Regions from separate parts of the Sus scrofa genome. Here all the other regions are linked to region 3. The links are chromatin contacts, called in public Hi-C and HiChIP or PLAC-seq maps. All regions are on one chromosome and are shown on one strand. The core of a region is the stretch at or near the end of the contact, and the rest is flanking DNA. Distances in the headings are between cores, read along the strand shown.

Region 1 (4,356 bases), core at 174-2,673, 150 kb before region 3:
GGATGGACTTAATTGTCTTTGTAAAATATAATTTTCACACTGACTTTTATGTAGTATTTATAGAAAAAATATTTTTATATTTTTCAACAAAAATACAGAACCATTTAATGACCCTTAATAGTCCTTAAATGTTGCTGAAGTTTTGCCATCTTGTAGTAGATTTGAGTGTAAGTGTTACTACTGTTGAGTGTTAAGCAAGGTAGCTGCTCCCACTTTGAGCTGGTTCTGAGCCCTCAAGGGTAGAGGATGTGGGAACCGGAGTCAGCTGATTGGGGGGTATAGATTTACTTACCCTGGCCTCTCCTGGGAAGGCTTGGAAGCCAGTTTTGGCCACCTGTGGGTCTGTGGCTGTGCCTGTCTGATCATGTCGGCTGCTTATTTGTGCAATGATGGCTGAGGGTCCTCCCCCCCCCCGCCCCGGAACTGAATCAGGGTTGTGTGCCTCCCCACCCCACTTTAGAAACTGTTTCTTGTTATTAAATTAGTTGGAAGGGAGCTTTCTTAAGATACGACAACAGTGTAGACCTGTATTACACAATCTTGTATAGAACTTGTTTATACATACTGGCAAGTGAATGCTCCCCACATCCCTTTTTTTCTATCCACAGTCAGGCCACAGCATGGTGGTCAGCTAATTTCATGTTATCTTCCCATTTGCTCTTAGTTATTATTACACACAAAGAAGAAACTGCATCATGTGACACTAGTACCTTCTAAAACTGACAAGTATGGATATATGGTTTGGGGGAAAAAAGCTTGTAACATTCAGTGGTGCTGTGAATGTTTAATCATTTTGGGCTCAGGTAGAGGGAGGCAGGTTGAAAGAAGTATATCTCATGTAGAAAAGTTTCCCTGAAGTTAAAGCTGTACAGGTAACTGCATCTATCATGGGGACATACTTAAAAAAGGAACTCTCATAGTTCCCAAATCGTGAAAATTTTAGTTTTGCAGATGTCTGGTTTTTAGATATTTCTAAAGTAATAACGGCCCATCTTTTAACATCAGTCATAGTCCTGAAATAAGAATATTCTTCCTTTTCTTCCTCCCCAGACACCTTCCAAGCTGTGTCTTTCTGGATTCAGATTCAGTGAAACATTGGTTTTCCCTTGGAAGTCAACACTGCATTTCTTAGTGTTCCTGCCAACTGCAAAGACTGACCAGTATTTGTCAGCATTGCAGCACAGGGCTATGGCAGTCTGGAAGTCACGGCTGTGATTTCAGCCTCTGGGGAAAACTAGGAAAATAAAGCTGAGGCCAAAGGTGATTGGCACATAGCAGGAAGAGAGAGGACGGTCCGGATCTTGTAGGAAGAAGGGGGAGGTCTCTCGAGAGACCAGAACGAGGCAGGCTGCTGTCATTAATAGCAGCCTTTGGCATGCACCATGTCTGTGGGCTGTCAGGAAGAATTTGGAGGAATAGAAGATAGGGCCCAGAGCAGTGTGACTTCGTAATGGCAAGTTCTTCCTTCTGATCATCTCCTGACCCAGCCAGCACTTTAGATTGTCCTGGGATTTGACGGATATAGTTGTCTTTTTATTTGAAAGAAAGTTAAGTGTTTGGTCAGTTCGAATCAGGGGGATTCCCATTACTGGCTCCTTTTCAGCCCACGATAACCCCCTTTAATGCCTCTGGACATGGAGGGACGGTAGAACTAAGTGGGGCTGATTGTGAAAGGGGAAGTTGAGATGGGGCTGTTGCCTTTGACTGAATATCTCCAAGCGCGTAACTTGGCGGATCGTGTCTCCTTCCTCCCCCATCCTCCACCAGGAGACACCCATGGAGCCCCTGGAAGAATAACTTGATCCCATAGAAGTTGTGGGGTGGAATCGTGTTGGGAGTCTTGAAACAAAAGCACTTTCTCACGGCAGGTTTATGTAAGAGTTTCCAGCTGTTGAGAGTGTGAGGAGCCAGCTCCAGTCCCGAGAGGGTCACTGTGAGAACACTGTTATGGCAACTGGTTCTCATCACAGACTCTGCCTTTCAATGGGCTGCATTATAACTTACACTAGTACTGGAATGGTTAACAGTAACCTTAAAATCTTCCGAAATTTAAAAATCAGTTCTGGTAGCGTGGACTAATTGGAGGGAATGCCGTGTGGTTAGCGGCTGCTATGGTGTGAGCCGACCCCATTTAAGACTTTGGAACTGTCCTCATTAAAAAGTTCTTTACATTTACCAAAACAGTTTATTTTGTTTTCAAAACTATTTATTTTTGAAAGCATTGATTATTGATTTTTCCACATCGTAAACTTTTGGGCACTTTATACAGCTTGCTCTGACTCATCTGTGTGTTGTTGGTAATAGTTACTCTACTTAACTAGGTCACTTCCTTTTGCTTAGTCTCTCATCTCTGTCCCCAAGCACCAGCTTTGAAATAATTGTCAGCCTTCTCACAGCATTTCAGATGAACATGCACTTTGACCACAGAGGGCAGCTTAGACGTTTCGAGCTTCATTTTGAGTGTCGTTGGTGATCATGGATCCAGTCACCGAGCTTCCTGCCAAGGCAGTCGAGAGTCATTTGCACAGTCTGCTCTCCTTGCCCTCTGAGCTCCCAGATTCTATGAATTGACAAAACCAAGTTGTCGTTGCTCCCAAACTGCTCTTGCTTTGAGACTTAGATCGTGAACCGGTCAGTGTTGTTGCTTGAACCTGGCTTCGAGCTTCTGTCATCCTGGGAAGGAGGAGATTTAAAGTTGTAGCTTCGGAGCCTTTTGACTACAACTCACAGCAGTAACGGGTGTGGAGACCCAGCATTATGTGCATTTATGAGTACCCAGCAGAAGCGCTGACGATACCATGTGCGGTACATTCTTAGGTTTTTTGTTGTATTTCTATAAGAAATAAGCTGGCTGGTTTTGACTTCAAAAAGTGGATGACAACCCATTAATATATGTTGTGACCAGCAGTTTGAAAACCATGGATTATAAATAATTATCAGCAGAGTTGCAGAAGGAAGTGAATTCAGGGCAAAATGACTCTGCTTTTTTATTTTATTTTTTTTTTAATACAGAGGTAGAGAACACTTAGCTCTCAAGGTTAATGCAAAATTTAGCAGATGGTAAAACTTTGAGTACTTCAGATGTTAAATACCTTTGAAGCAACAATTCTTAGGCTTCAAATGAGGAGACTTGTCCATAGAGGAAACGGGACAAGCCACATACAGTCCTAAGAGAATTGGCAGTAGGGGTAGATGACTACCTTGGGTTGGCTGTACGTTGCATAAAGCAAGAATGAATAAGATATTATAAAAACAAATAGTTGGTCGTTTAAAGTATGAGGGTTGAGGCAGAGAGAGATACCAGGAGTGGAGATTGGGCATTAGTTACCTGTTGAGGGTTTGTTTGGCCCTTTGAAGATTATTTCCCAAGACTCGGGGCTACATTACATTTCCTTTATTGTAAGTTGTTTTTATTCAAATGTAACATGAGGGAAAATGCACACATCAGAAGAGTTACCATTTCAGGATAGCTTTTCCAAAGTGAACATCCCTGAGACTAACTGGGACCCACATCAGGGAAGATAATGCTGTTAATGCCCCCAAATCTCTTTATTCTGGTCAGACCCACGGTCCTGATTTCTGCTGTCATCAGGAGAAAAAAAAAAAAAACAAACCTTTTTGATGTATGATGCATATGCTGTGAGATTTGCCCTTTTTAAAAGTTTTTAAAGTATAAGTGACTTACAGTGTGATAATTTCAAGCGATTCAGTTATACATATACACATATGCATTCTTTTCCCATATAGGTCGTCACAGGGTAGCGTTCCCTGTGCTATACAGCAGGTCCCTGTTGACTGTCCATTCCATATATAGTAGTGTGCATATGCCAGTCCCAAACCCCCAGTCCATCCCTCCCTACCACCTGTCCTCTTTGGTATCTGTAAGTTTGTGTTTGGAGTCAGTGAGTCTGTTTCTGTTTTATAAATAAGTTCATTTGTATCATTTTTTAAGATTCCACATATAAGTGATACCAAATGGTTTTATTTCTCTGTCTGACTTAGTATGATAATTTCTAGGTCTGTCCATGTTGCCGCAAGTGGAATTACTTCATTCACTTATGGCTGAGTAATATTCCATTGTATACATGTACTGCATTTTTTTTCATTATGCCTCTGTTAATGGACATTTAGGTTGCTTCCAGATCTTGGCAACTATAAATAATGCTGCTATGAAGATTGGGGTGCATGTATCTTTTCAAATTAGTGGGGTTTTTTTTCTTTCTTTCTGGTATATACCTAGGGGTATGATTAATGGATGATACAGTAAGTAGCTCTTTTCTTAGTTGTTTTTTGAGGAACCTTGATACTGTTTTTCCATAGCATTTGTACCAGTTTATGTTTCTACCAACAGTGTAG
Region 2 (4,525 bases), core at 1,818-4,317, 180 kb before region 3:
GTCTTGTATGTGTGGGCGTATCTCATTGTGCTTTTAGTCACAATTCCTTGATAACTAAAGATTATGAGTGTCTTTCGTCCACTTATTGGCCATCTCTGTCTTCATGCAGTGTGTTTCTCTTGTTCATATTTTAATTGGGTTGTTTGTCTTTTTATTTTTGCATTGTAGGGGTTCTTTATGTATATTTTGGATACACATTGGTTGTCACGTATACAGATTCATGTTTTGTCTATTTTTTTCTAGTCTCGGCCTTACCTGTTTACTTTATGGTGTCTTTTCATGGGCAGAACTTTTTTTTCTTTCCCTTCCGCTTTTTAGGGCCACACCCATGGCTTATGGGGATCGAATCAGAGCTACAGCTGCTGACCTACGCCACAGCCACAGCAACACAGGATCCAAGCCGTGTCTGCAACCTATACCACGGCTCATGGCAAGGCCAGATCCTTAACCCACTGAACAAGGCCATGGATCAAACCTGAAACCTCATGGTTCCTAGTCAAATTAGTTTCCGTTGCACCATGAGGAACTCCCATGTGCAGGACTTCTAAGTTATGATGAGGCTCACTTTGTGGTTACTGCTTTTGGTGTTTTGCTTAATTAAGAAATTTTCGGAGTTCCCGTTGTGGCTCAATGGTAATCCTAACTAGTATCCGTGAGGATGAGGGAGCAGTCCCTGGCCTTGCTCAGTGGCTTAAGTATATGGCCTGCATCCTCATGGATGTTTTTATTTTCCTGTTTTTCTTTATTTTCAATCCTGTCTCAACTTTCCTAATCTAAATTCTTAGAAAGAGTAGGTGGTTTTGTAATGCTTCATTTCACCAATATTTATTTCTCTTTGACAACTTGAGTCACTTTCCTTATCAAAAGATAGTCTCAAATGCTAATGTAAACTGTGCAATTTTTGTTACCTGATTTAATTTTTCTAATATTCATCTTTCATTACTTGAAAAATTTTCTAGCTTTTAATATTACAACTTGCTGTATTCTAATCTTATTCAGTGTGTCGCAAATACTAGAGTTCCTTATTTATCCTTTTAAAAATTGAGGTATAATTGACTATAACATGAGTTTTAGGTGTAGCATAATGATTTGATATTTGTATATGTGGCAAAATGATAACCACAATAATTCTAGTTAATATTCATCATTATGCATGGATACAAATTTTTTTTCCTTGTGATGAGGGCTTTTTAAAGATCTACTCTGAGTAACTTTCAGGTACATAATACACTGTTACCAACTTCAGACACCATGCTGTGCATTATATCCCTGTGACTTATTTAATAAGTGGAGCAGTCTGAAAGTTGATAACTAAAATTTGGTCGGGTTTTTTTTTTTTTTGGTCTTTTTAGGGCTCCACCTGTGGCACATGGAGCTTCCTAGGCTAGGGGTCTAGTCGGAGCTGTTGCTACTGGCCTCTGACACAGCAACGCGGGATCTGAGCCACGTCTGCGACCTACACCACAGCTCACGGCAACGTTGGATCCTTAACCCACTGAGCGAGGCCAGAGCTGGAACCCGAAACCTCATGGTTCCTAGTCAGAATCGTTTCTGCTGTGTCACAGTGGGAACTCTGATAACTAAAATTTGAACATAGTCTGAAGCTCTGCATGTTCACTCTCTTCCCTCCACGTTTTATGTTTCTAATACTACAATTTACATCTTTTTTTTTTGTCTTGTGTAGCCCTGAGCTATTATCGTTATTTTTACTGTTTTTCTCTTAATCTTCATACTAGCTTTATAAGTGATTAAATTGCCACCTTTACCAGTGAGATTTGTACATTCGTATGTTTTCTTGTTCTTAATTAGTACCCTTTCTTTTCAGTTTAAAGAAGTTCCTTTAACATTTCTTGTAAGCTTGTTTAGTGGAGATGAACTCCTCTAACTTTTTCTGGAAACTCTTACGTCTCCTTCAATTCTGAATGATAACTTTGCTGGGTAGAGTGTTCTTGGAAGTTTTTTCTTGTAGCATTTAGAATATATCATGCCACTCTCGTCTGTCCTACAAAGGTTCTGCTTAAAAATGTGCTGATAGGAGTTCCCATTGTGGCACAGCAGAAATGAATCCAGCTCGTAACCATGAGGTTGTGGGTTCGATCCTTGGCCTCACTCAGTGGGTTAAGGATCCAGCATTGCTGTGAGCTGTGGTGTAGGTCGAAGACGTGGCTTCGATCCTGCAGTGCTGTGGCTGTGGTGTAGGCCAGCAGCTGTAGCTCCGATTTGACTCCTAGCCTGGGAACCTCCATATGCTCCCTAAAAAGCAAAAAAAAAAAAAAAAAAATCTGCTGATTGTCTCATGGTGTGGGGGGGAATCCCTTGTATGAACGAGTCGTTTTCTCTTCCTGTGCTTTTAAGATTCTCTCTTTGTCTTTAACTTATTTAAAAAATTGAATTATAGTTGATAACTGATTTAAAAAATTACAGTATTGTGTTAAATTCAGGTATGGAGCAGTGATTCACTATGCAGATTATACTCCATTATAGGTTGTTAAAAGATAATGAGTATAATTCTCTGTACTATCTAGTATATCTTGGTTGCTTATCTATTTTAAATATAGTAGTTTGCATCTTTTAATCCCATACCCCTAATTTGTCCATTTCCTCTTTCCTTTCCCCTTTGAAAACAAGTTTGTTTTCTATATCTGTGAGTCTGTTTCCGTTTTGCATATACATTCATCCGTATTATTTTTCAGATGCCACAAATAAGTGATATCATACAGTGTTTGTCTTTCTCTGACTTATTTTACTAAGCATAATGCTCTCCAGGTCCATCCATGTTGTTGAAAATGACAGAATTTTGCTCTTTTTTTTTTATGGCTAGTACCTCTGTGTGTGTGGGTGCACGTGCGCGCACATATGGACACACCACATCATCTTAATCCATTCGTCTTTTAGGCACTCAGGTTGCTTCCATGTCTTAGCTATTGTAAATAGTGCTGTTATGAACACTGGGATGCATGTATCTTTTCAAATGAGTTGTTTTCATTTTTTCCAGATGCATACCCAGGAGTGGAATTGCTGAATCATATGGTAGTTCTGTTTTTAGTTTTTTAAGGAACCACCATACATTTCCACAATGTCTGCACCAGTTTACGTACCACCAACAGTGAATGAAGGTTCCCTTTTCTCCACAGCCTCTTCAATGTTTACCGTTGGTAGACTTTGTCGATAGCCATTCTGACAGGTGTGAAGGGATACCTCATTGTGGCTTTGATTTTTTTGTCTTTTTTTTTTTTTTTTTTTTTTTTTTTTTGCTATTTCTTGGGCCGCTCCCTCGGCATATGGAGGTTCCCAGGCTAGGAGTTGAATCGGAGCTGTAGCCACCGGCTTAGGCCAGAGCCACAGCAATGCTGGATCCGAGCCGCGTCTGCAACCTACACCACAGCTCATGGCAACGCCGGATCGTTAACCCACTGAGCAAGGGCAGGGACTGAACCCGCAACCTCATGGTTCCTAGTCGGATTCGTTAACCACTGCACCATGACGGGAACTCCTGTGGCTTTGATTTTTATTGCTCTAATAATTAGCAGTGTTGAGCATCTTTTCATGTGCCTATGGCCTATTAGCCATTTGTATGTCTACTTTGGAGAAGCATCTATTCAGGTTCTTCTGACCATTTTGGATTGGTACGTAGTTGTTTGAGCTGTTTGGATATTTTGGCTATTAACCCCTTGTCAGTCAGATCATTTGTAAATATTTTCTCCTATTTCTTAGATTGACTTCTTGTTTTGTTGATGGTCTCCTTGCTGTGCAAAAGCTTTTAAGTTTAGGGTGCCTTAATTTATTTTTATTTTTTTTTTACAGAATAAAATACATACATTTACACACAATTACATTCACACAGATTATTATAACATGGATCTTAAGAAACAGATTAAGTGACTCCCACTGGAGAAGTGGAATGGAAAATATGCTGAGACAAATAGGAAATTTATTCTATACTTTATCCCAATTTTATGGCTTTTGTCTTTACTACTTAGTTTTATCTATTACATTTCAGTTTTTCTTTAAAAATTAGCATTATATTAAATTGTTATATTATGCAACTAAAGTTTATAAAGAAGAAAGCCTTATGTACCATTAAATATTTTATATAACATAGTAAAAAGAATAACTTAACTGGTAAGCATAACAAAAATAATACACCCCCTGAAAATAAGTAAAATATAAAATGCATAAGTTGGTTAAAAAACAATGTAATTATATAAATATGTCCTCACAATTTGTTCCATCTCATTGTTTCTTCAATAAAGGCATTACACCATTCTAGGTGATATGATAAACAAGACATTATGGACTTTACATTGTACCATGGAGAGAAATGGTTATTAATAATACAGTTGTGGAACTGTATTATTTAATTGTACAGTGGCATTATTTAATTATAATTATCATAAATTCTTCGATGGAGAGGAAATCAGAATCAGATCTAAGAAGACTTCAGCATTCCGAGAATGATGTCACATGACCCCCTTCATGGTGGATTATGCACTTATTTACTATGAGATATATTTCTTCTCCAGAG
Region 3 (4,618 bases), core at 477-2,976:
CTCCTTCATTTTAAAAATTGAAAAACACGCACATTTCGGAAAAGAACATAAAAAAGAATATATATGGATGTACAACTGAATCACTTTGCTGCACAGCAGACACTGACCCAACACTGTAAATCAACTATATTTCAAGTAAAAATAAATTAATAGGAATTCCCATCGTGGTACAGGGGAAACGAATCCGACTAGGAACCACAAGGGTGTGGGTTCGATCCCTGGCCTCGCTCAGTGGGATAAGGATCTGGTGTTGCTGTGAGCTGTGGTGTAGGCTGGAAGCTACAGTTCCAATTTGACTCCTAGCCCGGGAACCTCCATATGTCGCGGGTGTAGCCCTAAAAAGCCAAAAAGAGACAATAGTAATAATTATAAAAAATTAGTAAATAAAATAGAGGTTTTTGTTTGTTTTTTTTTTTGCCATTTCTTGGGCCGCTCCCATGGCATAAGGAGGCTCCCAGGCTAGGGGTCCAATCGGAGCTGTAGCCGCCAGTCTACGCCAGAACCACAGCAACTCAGGATCCGAGCCGCATCTGCAACCTACACCACAGCTCACGGCAACGCCGGATCCTTAACCCACTGAGCAAGGCCAGGGATTGAACCAGCAACCTCATGGTTACTAGTCAGATTCATTAACCACTGAACCACAATGGAACGCCAACAAAATGAAGAGTTTTTACGCTTTTTTTTTTTTCTTCCAGCCACACCCTTGGCACATGGAAGTTTTTGGGCCAGGGATTGAACCCGAGCCACAGCTCTGACCTACGCTGTAGCTGCGGCAATTCCAGATCTTTTAACTCACTGTGCTGGGCCAGGGTTCATACTTGCACCTGCACAGCAACCCAAGCCGCTGCAGTTGGATTCTTAACCCACTGAGCCACAGTGGGAACTCCCAGGGTTTTTACTCTTAAAAAAAATAAGCTACAATGATATAGCATACACATGGGAATATAGCCAATAGTTTACAGTAACTATAAATGCAGTATAATTTTTAAAAGTTGTGAATCACTATATTGAATGCCTATAACTTCCATAATATTTTTTTTTTCTTTTGTTGGCTACCCCAAGGCACATGGAGTTCCTGGGCCAGGGATCAGATCAGAGTCGCAGTTTAGACCTAAGCTGTTGCTGTGGCAATGCTGGATCCTCAACCCACTGCGCTGGGCTGGGGATCAAACCTGTGTCCCGGTGCTCCCAAGATGCTGCTGATTCCATTAGGCTACAGTGGGAATACCAATAAAAACTTTTTTAATGCAAAGAAAGAAGAAAAAAAAAAAAAAAGCCCTGGTATTTTATGGCTTAGCCTTTGCTGTTTGCAAAGCATTTGAAAGTTTATCAACAATTTTGAAAATGTCTAACAGAAATCTCGCTTTGTCAGTGGAGAACTCCAAGCAGGCAGGAGTCAACCCTGAAGGTGGGGGGAGAGCTGAGTTTAGAATCACATCCACCCACCATTCCCTCTAGTCTGACAAGTCCACTGCCCCCCTCGCGGCTGACCGATGGGCCTCTCCAGTGGACACTGGAAGCTATATCCAAAGAGAGAGGCGACCAGATGGAGAGCTTGGCAGGAAAGCTCTGCTTCCAGGAAACACACATCACCCCAGGCTGACTTCCCCTGGGGTCCCTCAGATCCAGACACACATCTCTAAATGAGTTTCAGCCACCCTTGGTCATAAGTTTCCTTTCCCTCCTCGACTGGTCCCCTTCGTGAGTCAAAACACAACAGAGATGCTGCTGGAACAAGTGGCCACGTGGGGTGTCTGTGACCCAGTCCAGTACTTCCTTCTGCTCCCTCCTGATCAGATTCTAACTTTCTGCAACTTGGACAGATTCTGACTGTAATTTCCTGCTCTTTCGGTATAAAGTCAGGGACCGTAAAGCAAGGAGAAGTGAGCGGGAAATTCACTGAGTTAGGCTTTCTGTTTCCTGGTGAAGGAAGAGTAGGGGGTGGGGGCTGGCACGCGTGGTTGGGGGAAAAATGACAAAACAAAGACACAAACGAAACAAAACACCCTTCTCTACTTTTGTGCTGTTGAAGAGAACAGAGGTTTGCTCTCTGGAGAAGATGCACAGGAAGCTGGAATGAGGTGAACTGAGATCTCAGGGACGCAAAGCGGGTTACATCGCAATGGAGGCCACCCCCTCCCCCAGACCCTGGAAGTGGGAGGGGACATCCTCGAGGGAAGTAAGACATGACATCCTCTGGAGACAATGCATCACCACGAGAAAAAAACACCAAGCACTGATGCCTGGGGTTCCCACTGAAAGAACCAGCTCTCCTCCGGGACACTCCACAGGGATGGTCCCAGGGGTTTGACCGACTCCACCTGGGCACTCGCAGCTTTGGAGTGAGGCCCCTCTTAAATGTGGCTGGAACGCTTCCTACAGGCAACACGGAGACCAAAATCAAGAAACAGGAAAGAAATAAAGAAATCGGAAGAAACAGCAAGCACACAGAACAGGCAGGATAATTACTAGGATTGGAGGGATGAGCCTATTAGGTTCAAAAACAGTAATAGGATTGTAAGTATACAAAGAAAAATCAGATAATGTGAAGGAAGTCTTGGATATTCAAAACATGATGGCAAAGGTTGGAAAGTCAAGAGAGGAGATTAAAGGTAACATTGAGGAAATCGCCCATAAAGTAAAACAAAACGACAAAGATGGAAAATAAGAGAAACCAGGTATTGAAGCAGGAGGCCAAGTCGGGTACTGGATTAACGGGAGCTCCAGAAGGAGAGCACAGAGGCAACAGACATCATCAAAGAAGGAATGCGAGGAGTTCCCACTGTGGCGCGGTGGGATTGGCGGCGTCTTGGGAGTGCTGGGACGCAGGTTCAATCCCCAGCCCGGCACAGTGGGTTATGGATCCAGCATTGCTGCAGCTACGGCTTACGTTGCAGCTGTGGCTTAGGTTTGGTCCCTGGTGTGGGAACTCCAAATGTCGGGGTTGGCCAAAAAAACAGAAAAAAGAAAAAAGAAGGAAAGAATACAAAACACCTCCCAGAACTAAAGCAGAATCCGATTCCAGGCTAAAGCACCCATGGGATACCCAACATAGTGGGTTTATAAAGACCCACTTCTGGGCACACACCCTGAAGTTTCAGATGAAGAGGAATAAAGAGGAAATCCTGAAAGATCCTGTTGCCGGTGGTGGAGGTGAGCGTGAGTCCAAATAGAGTGTGAGCACAGCAGACGCCCCCAGAGCAGCTCTCCAAGGCTCCGAGGCAACCCCTCTGATATTCTGAGAGAAAACATTCCCTTATCTCCACTTCCAGTCAAACTATTACTCAAAGACGAAGGTGGAACAAAGACTCTTTCAGATGCGCAAAGACCCCAACATTTTATGGCCCCTGTCCACCTTCTCTGGATTACGGCAGGATGTTCTCCAGGGAAACAATGGCATAAAGCAAAACACAAGAAGACAGAGTTCCCGTCATGGCGCAGCAGAAACGAATCCCACTAGGAACCATGAGGTTGGAGGTTTGATCCCTGGCCTCGCTCAGTGGGTTAAGGATCCGGTGTTGCCGTGAGCTGTGGTGTAGGTTGCAGACGCAGCTCAGATCTGGTGTTGGCTGTGGCTGTGGCGTAGGCCAGCAGCTGTAGCTCCGATTCAACCCCTAGCCAGGGAACCTCCACATGCTGCAGGTGTGGCCCTAAAAAAGCAAAACGAACAAACAAAACCCCCCCCCAAAACTCAGGAGGAAGACAGGAGGTCCAGGAAGAAGCAGAGCACCCTGCCCAGAGCGGGGGTGAGGATGGGACGGAAGGAGCATCCTGGGCCTGAGGGCCATGAACGAGGCCACGTGCAGCCTGGAGCAGGACGGAGGGCTCCAAAAGGGAGGTCCCGGGGAAAACAACGAAGGCAGAAATGAGAAAAACCAAGCCACAGAGAGGAACAGTTGGATTATCTGATGCATATGCAAATTAACCCTGGTGGACTTTTGGGAATCTGTACCTTTTGGAAAAATACTGATGGGTGCAGAGACCCTGAAACAAGTAACAGCAAGGCAATGACTACCTTTAGATAAAATAACTGGTTGTCTAAAAAAGGCATCACAACCAAAGGATGCTGCTTGGATTAGTCATAATAATGTAATGCTGACGGTTCTGGCTCTCACCCAGAACTGGGCTATCACCATGCTGGGAAACCTGGAAAAGGAAAGTATGGGTGGAATGGTTGCAGAGAAGACCTCAACCCTCATCTACCTTAACAGGTGAGGACTGCATCAGAAATGGATCACTCAAGGAATACCACCACGTGCCAATTATTTAGATATACAGTGATGATGGGTGTACAACTATAAATATAATAAATTCATTGGATTATAAAAACAAAGAAAAAAGAAAGAACTGCAGTAATAGCGTTAAAGCACTAAAAAGTAAAATCACTTAAAAAAAAAAAAACAAAAACAAAACAGAAATAGGAGCTTCCTCCGTGGCTCAGTGGTAATGAACCCAGCTGGTATCCACGGGGATGCAGGTTTGATCCCTGGCCTTGCTCAGTGGGCTAAGGATCCAGTGTTGCTGTGAGCTGTGGTGCAGGTTGCAGATGCGGCTCGGATCCTGAGTGGCTGTGGCTGTGGAATAGGCAGGCAGCTGCAGCTCCCATTTGACCCCT

The links. A called contact is a pair of places that touch in the nucleus more often than the background predicts. HiChIP or PLAC-seq counts read pairs in DNA pulled down with a chosen protein or histone mark.
Region 1: a Hi-C map of skeletal muscle shows a contact between it and region 3, with 8 times the contacts expected there. The contact joins two enhancer-like sites. A contact is called at or near these places in 3 of 47 Hi-C or Micro-C datasets (epiblast stem cells and skeletal muscle) and 1 of 2 datasets of contacts at active chromatin or transcription factors (skeletal muscle).
Region 2: a contact with region 3 is called in an H3K27ac HiChIP or PLAC-seq map of alveolar macrophages. The contact joins two enhancer-like sites. A contact is called at or near these places in 18 of 47 Hi-C or Micro-C datasets (alveolar macrophages, brain, embryonic fibroblasts and 11 more) and 2 of 2 datasets of contacts at active chromatin or transcription factors (alveolar macrophages and skeletal muscle).

What each region holds. Positions count from the first base shown.
Region 1 is chr10:48,061,543-48,065,898 of Sscrofa11.1, reverse strand. PRPF18 (PRP18 pre-mRNA processing factor 18 homolog (S. cerevisiae)) reads left to right here. Exons shown (of 10, transcript NM_001244859.1): 10 at 1-7. Among named protein-coding and RNA genes, the nearest start is that of PRPF18, 58 kb to the left of the region's middle. Within about 2 kb of position 1,423, at least 24 of the 83 cell types and tissues checked have an H3K27ac peak or open chromatin away from gene starts, as enhancers often do. A contact at or near this core is called in skeletal muscle, where this site is marked.
Region 2 is chr10:48,095,948-48,100,472 of Sscrofa11.1, reverse strand. All of the region lies in intron 4 of PRPF18 (PRP18 pre-mRNA processing factor 18 homolog (S. cerevisiae)), which reads left to right. Among named protein-coding and RNA genes, the nearest start is that of PRPF18, 24 kb to the left of the region's middle. Within about 2 kb of position 3,067, at least 1 of the 83 cell types and tissues checked has an H3K27ac peak or open chromatin away from gene starts, as enhancers often do. A contact at or near this core is called in alveolar macrophages, where this site is marked.
Region 3 is chr10:47,912,504-47,917,121 of Sscrofa11.1, reverse strand. All of the region lies in intron 6 of FRMD4A (FERM domain-containing protein 4A), which reads right to left. Among named protein-coding and RNA genes, the nearest start is that of PRPF18, 210 kb to the left of the region's middle. Within about 2 kb of position 1,726, at least 8 of the 83 cell types and tissues checked have an H3K27ac peak or open chromatin away from gene starts, as enhancers often do. A contact at or near this core is called in alveolar macrophages and skeletal muscle, where this site is marked.